Linked DNA regions of Mus musculus: region 1 is linked to region 2. A link is a contact called in public Hi-C data. All regions are on one chromosome and are shown on one strand. The core of a region is the stretch at or near the end of the contact, and the rest is flanking DNA. Distances in the headings are between cores, read along the strand shown.

What was found. Hi-C and Micro-C count contacts between places; a contact is called where the count stands out from the background.
Region 1: a Hi-C map of the HPC-7 cell line shows a contact between it and region 2, with 2.7 times the contacts expected there. The contact joins two enhancer-like sites. A contact is called at or near these places in 9 of 484 Hi-C or Micro-C datasets (the 3T3-L1 cell line, 3T3-L1-derived adipocytes, the G1E-ER4 cell line and 5 more) and 3 of 115 datasets of contacts at active chromatin or transcription factors (embryonic stem cells and fibro-adipogenic progenitors).

The regions. Positions count from the first base shown.
Region 1 is chr2:74,954,598-74,957,664 of GRCm38.p6, reverse strand. No RefSeq gene overlaps it. Among named protein-coding and RNA genes, the nearest start is that of Gm46748, 110 kb to the left of the region's middle. Within about 2 kb of position 1,399, at least 2 of the 459 cell types and tissues checked have an H3K27ac peak or open chromatin away from gene starts, as enhancers often do. A contact at or near this core is called in the HPC-7 cell line, where this site is marked.
Region 2 is chr2:74,890,589-74,893,954 of GRCm38.p6, reverse strand. No RefSeq gene overlaps it. Among named protein-coding and RNA genes, the nearest start is that of Mtx2, 66 kb to the right of the region's middle. Within about 2 kb of position 1,959, at least 3 of the 459 cell types and tissues checked have an H3K27ac peak or open chromatin away from gene starts, as enhancers often do. A contact at or near this core is called in the HPC-7 cell line, where this site is marked.

The sequences.
Region 1 (3,067 bases), core at 150-2,649, 64 kb before region 2:
ATGGCAACACTCACATTTGTATAGTGCTTACATTTTTAAATACCTGGTGTGTGTTATTATTAATAAGGCTTTTTTTTTGCCAGAAACAAAGCCATCATCTATTGAACACTTACTAACTTTTCTGATAGTGCATGACCATTGATTGTGTGCTTACGTTGCTCTGCGATGAGCTAAGCATTCTGAGATAATCTCTTACCTTCATATCAAATCCCCAGGTTCTTATTAGTATCGAGTTAGAGCGTTTATCTAAACAAAGAATTTTAAATTAAAATGATAAAATTATAAACTAATTAACTTAAAACTTGACAGGTACCTTATGTGTGGCCTCATTTGAATTTCCCAAAACCCTTGGTGGGGGAAATCATTCAAAGTACAAACAGAAATGCTGAGAACCAAAGAAGGAAATCGCATCTTCCAGTATCTGTGAACAACCTGACCCTACCTCTAGCTATTTGTAGCGTTCTTTCTGGTATTAAGTTGACAGAGCTGGAGAGAGTCTATGATTCAGATATTCCTCAAGTTTTCACAATCTTGGACAAACTCAGTTTTAGATGTTGTATAGCTAGAGCAATTACAGAGACAAACTCTTAACTGAGTTTATTTGTTTCATTTATTTTCTTTGATATGGAGAGGAGGAAAAAAACTTCATTAGTACAGCCTAAATTATCATAACTAAGAGACTCTAGGTTTCGTATGACTTTCTTTCCTACCTATAAGTCTCCCGCAAGTGGGGGGACAGCAGGGCAGTGCCACCACCAACAGAGGCTTTAGGTCCTCCACCTATCCCACCAGCAGGAAGGAGGAAGAGGGGAACTGAGATCAAGTAGCAACCCAGAATCATGACCTCACTCCAGCTTACAGCCTGTTGGACTAAATGTTGTCACATGGCCACACTTAAGAGCAAGGGAAGCTGGGAGATACAATTTTGCAACAAGGTGATGTGGCATACTTAAACCTCAGGTGGAAATGAGTCATTTCTGACACAAGGAATACTCTTAGATGTTCATTCTGTGTGAAGTCAGAATGTGAATGACCAAGCTGGATGGGGGTGGCGCAGGCCTTTAACTCAGCATTCAGGAGGCAGAAGCAGGTTAATCTCTGAGTTCAAGGCCAGTCTGGTCTACAGAGTAAGTTCCTGCACAGCCACGGCTACACAGAAAAAGCCTGCCCCTTCCAAAACAACGCCCCCCCCCCAATTAATCAAGACATATTTGGGTTTTTCTGGAGACTGTGGTACAACTGAAAGTAAATATCTTTTTCAAGAAAAAGAGTACACAAATTTCTAAGTTTTGAATATGTTGCATGCTACAAAAACAGACCACAAGGGTCTTACGCAGATGATCTTTGTACAAGCAAGAAGCAAGAAGCCAGAAGCTTAATCTTAGTTCAGAGTTAACTGTTTTTGCCTTTTTCTAATCTTATTCCTGCAAATGTTGACCAAAGTAAAGCCATGACTATATATCTATGGTAGCAGCTGGACCATGGCAGAAGCAGTGTGCTTCTAAGATAACAGCTGGACCATGGCAGAAGCAGTGTGCTTCTAAGATAACAGCTGGACCATGGCAGAAGCAGTGTGCTTCTAAGATAACAGCTGGACCATGGCAGAAGCAGTGTGCTTCTAAGATAACAGCTGGACCATGGCAGAAGCAGTGTGCTTCTAAGATAACAGCTGGACATGGCAGAAGCAGTGTGCTTCTAAGATAACAGCTGGACTTGGCAGAAGCAGTGTGCTTCTAAGATAACAGCTGGACCATGGCAGAAGCAGTGTGCTTCTAAGATAACAGCTGGACATAGAAGTAGCAATGTGCTTCTATGGCAGTCAACTCTGAGTAGTGTCCTGCTAACCACCTAGCTGGTGGCTCAGAAATCTTTAATGTGATACACTGTGATGCACTGGTCAGCTAGTTTCTGCCTAGCCATACATAGACACACCCGTTATAATGGTTCATAGGAATCAAGTAGCTATGTCTGTATGGCTATTTGAATTACTGTGTTAGGTTGAGCTGAGAAAGCTACATCTGAACCCTGACCATTTCAACCCACACAGGTCCTGACTCAGGAGAACGAGCCAGTGGGCAGGACTGGATCCTCTCTGCCTCTTCCCCAGAGGGAAGATTCTGGAGAAATTTTTGTGCATTGTACTCTGGCCTACTCAATGTCAAGGGGCCTGAGTCCAAAGAAAAATAATCTGTCATTACAATGGCCACTTAATCACTTGCCCGGAGCAAATGACAAAATATGACAGGTTCAGTTTTACTGAAAACACAGATTGAGTGAAAGAGCAAAAGCTGGATGTGGGCGTTTACTTCCCAGAATGCACTTTTCCCCTAGGAAGCTCCAAAATGTGTCCTTGGTGCAGCTCCAAAGCTCACTAAATTCATTCATTCATCCCACAACCAGGCTCTATGCAGGTAAGCCTAGGGAAGGACTTCGTTAGCCAGAGCTCACGTGTGCTTGCACATGCACGTGTGCGCGAGTGTGTGAACACACACACACAGAGGGAGGCATACACGCATGTACACACTCACATATCAGAGCAAGGAGACTGTACCATCGTTCTATATTAAGCCATAGGAGCTTATACTCATTCTTGATGTTGGGTGGAGGGGGCCCCAATAAAACAGGGCACTTTAAATGAATCAGGGAAAGAAATTCTCTCTCCCTGGCCTTCTTGGTTGGAGTGATGAGCACCCTTTAAAGAACATCTAGTGGCTTTCACAGAGTACTTAGCTTCTGTCTCCTAGGACACCCACCACGTGTCTCTGAATGATACTCTACACAGCCTTTCTCTCTCTCTCTTCAATGAGGAGGCATATGAACAGGTACCTTGGAAAGAGAACACTTCCACTTACTGAGCATCTATTTTAAGCTAGACCTTTTATATAGTATGTTTCATCTAAACTTCATCTCACAGATAAGAACCCTGAATCAGAAAAGAAAAGAAAACAGAAGAGAAGAAAAGACAAGACAACTTCAGGACTTTCGTCTAGGCTCCTGTAACTATCAAGGTGGGGCTGGGTAGGGGGGAGGGAGGAAGGAAGGTCTGTGATTGGTTATTTCCAACTGC
Region 2 (3,366 bases), core at 710-3,209:
CAGTGATCTGGGGCAGACCAGAATCAGCTTCCTATGAACAAGTGACTTCTTTGAATTTTATGTTCATATAAGGGAAGAAGCCATCCCTGAATAGAGGCGATCCTGTACGGATGCATAGAGACCTCATTTGATCAGGGTTTAGACCTTTAAAAATAGAATTCTCTTATTCAGATGCTTGCCCAAGCATAGAATATGCTTGCTCCATCACTTCCGGCTCTCCTGGGCTCACCAAGGACTGGTCTCTTGGAGATAGAGACCCTTATTTAGAAAAGAGGATAGCTCTCCAGAGAAAGTGTCAGCCAATGCATAGCTGGCAACTTCTTCTTTATTTAACATTTAGTATTATAAGTCCTTTTTTCAAAATAAATTATGAGCCAAAATACTTGTTCATCTGGCAATTTTGTGGACCCTAGACGCACATCAAATGTTAATTCCCCATTTTCTCTTCCATCTACTGAATAATAGAACTGAAATGCTTCTTTCAATTAGCCTTGTGCTAGATCTAAAGACTTGGCTTGTATGCGCATTACAATGGGAGCGACACAGAGGAACAATATCATTGCTGGTGGCCCTGGCTACCCAGACATCAGGGGGAGAGTTCTTTATAACAAGTTTCAAATTGAATCTTTGTATGAGTGGGTTCAATTCCTTTGAAGGAGACAGAATCGGACATCAAAATTCAATAAAAGAAACCTCTGGGCATAAAAACTCAGTAGTTGTGAAAGATTTAACAAAAGCCAAATACTGAATTTGGCCTTGGAATTCTGCTCCTACTGTGACCTGTTGGAAAGGGAGGTGGAATGCCAGGTCTTTAGCTGAGCCAGAAAACAAGGTGGAGGTAAGACTGGCTTCTTTTGGACTGTTCTTGAGAGAAAGGGTGAAGAGCCCAGGGGTATTTTCCGTCTCAGAACAATTTATCCCATTTAATTGTCCTAGAGATCTTAAGATGCAGAGGTAAGTAAGCCCCGCCAAAGCTTCTAATCTGCAGACCAGTGTCTACAAAAAGACAAAGTGGATATACAGGGTTGGACTTACCTTAGACACATTTTCGTGCTGACCCTCACAGGTAATTAAATATGAGCAATGTTAAAAAGTTATCCTTCAAAGACCTTCTAACTAGGACTGCCAAATTTAGCAAAGAACAGAGGAACATCTTCAGACTAACAGGTATGATGGTTGTAGAGCTCTGTCTTTCTACAATGGATTGCTCCGGTTTTTAATAATATGTACGTCAATTTTTGGTTTGGTTGGTTGATTGGTATTTTTCCAGACAGGGTTTCTCTGTGTAGTCCTGGCTGTCCTGAAATTCACTGTGTAGATCTCTAACTCAAAGAAATCTGCTTGTTTGTACCTCCCTGGTACTGGAATTAAAATTGGGAGCTACCACTGCCTGGCTATCGCTCAAAATTTTAAAAGCTTAGTTTTCTTTAAAAGCTCATTTTACTTAAAATTATTTAGATTAAGGAATATGCTAATTACTTTATATAACATGATGTCACTTTTACTACACACACATAAAAATTTCTGTTTATAATAAAATTTCTATTTTACTTTGGGGGTTAGGAAAATTTGAGAGGAATACAGTCAAAATACATTCTATGAAATTCTCAAAGACTTCATTTTTCAGAATAGAAATTTCTTTCAATAGGAAAACAATTATAAAGAGAAATGTAAAGAATATCAGTTAAATTTAATTTTGTGTAAAGTTACATAATTTTGAGTTACTACATTCTGTGTTATACCTGGGCTATGCTTATATTAAATATATATTCCTTCTTTATCTGAAATTCAGATCAAACTGGACATCTCGTAATCCAGCAATGTGGTTAGCTCATCACCCGCTGTCTATGCTTGACTTCATAGATAAGGAACTGAACTTGAGCTAATTTATCTGCTCGCTGTCACCTGAAGACAGTGAGAGCTTAAAGCAGCAGTTGGTCCCACCCAGAGGGGACGCTTCAGTAGCTCTGCTGTAGTAGGCCCTACACTTGTGGTTATGCATTTAGCTTTGTTAGATTCCCCTCAGTTCATGGTGAGCAAAACCTCTGTGGGATTTTATGTGCGTTTCTAATGGGACTGCACTGACAGGAATTAAATACACACATCTGTTTGTTCAACAAAGGGAAAAAACAATTGCAGTTGAGACCCTTAGACTGAGAAGCCGCAGTTTGGGGGTGGTCTCACTTGTCATGCGGGGTTTGATACGTTGGCATAAATGTGTTTTAGGGTCTCACTCCTCACAAAAGGGTATATCTCAGAAACACCCTGACCAGTACACTGACCAGAACTCATATTTTGAAGGTAACAATAAAACTACTGATATTTAGGCCTAATGTACAATATAGATATTTTCATAGATAGGTCATAGAACACTTCTGACTAGGCATTTATTTACATTACAAAGTTAGTTTACAGTGTAAGTCTAATGTAAGTCAAGATCACATTCACATACTTTATTTCCAAATGCATGGGATATCTTTGAGGAAATTATCTATTCATACCTTTTACATTTTTGTGTATCATGAGATTGTTTACTATTATTATTATTATTCACAGAATCCTACTTTTTATGATGCCTTTTATCATCAGGCCCTCAGAGACTACTTGGAAGAAAACCTGAAACTTAAATCCTTTAATATAGACATTAGCCCCCTGTGTTTTTCCAAAAGCAAGAGGCCTTCACCTGAGCTGGATTACTCGTGGCCTGGCGATGCTGACACACAGCAGGTGCCAATGAGCCAACAGGATCCTCCTTGGCAAAGATGCACATGTTGTATAAGAAAACATCTTAACATTTTAGCTGTGTTTTACCATATCAGGTTTATACATTAAAGGGTTTATATCATTTGAATCTCAGAAAACCAAGATCAGTCCCTGACAAAGCTAGAGACTCCAGCTAGATCTGAGGTCTCCACCTGGCAGAATTTTGTCTGCACCCAGGAAGGAACGCGGTGCATCTTCTGGAAACCACAGATATTTCAGGATCGAATCAACTTTTCCAGACGACTTTCCCACAGAAGAAGCAAGGGTCCCAGCTTCTCCCTTCTCCAGTTTTGTTTGTAATACCACTCTTTCAAAGAAATAAACACACTCCCTTCTGTGTAACATCCCAACTCTAGATAGAAAGACATAAATTCAATGTAAGTTACTTCACAAATAGAGTTATGAGAAAGACAAGATCACACTCGCCATTCCTGGATATAGTGTTGCTTTTCTACAGAGAAGGATACGGATACCTTAACAAGAGACAAAGTCGATAAAGAGACACAAGTACATAATAATAGTTAAAGAACCCAACATCTACGGGGTAAGCAAGACGGTGCTCACTACAACAGAGGAAAGCGACTTCCATGATTACAAAATGCG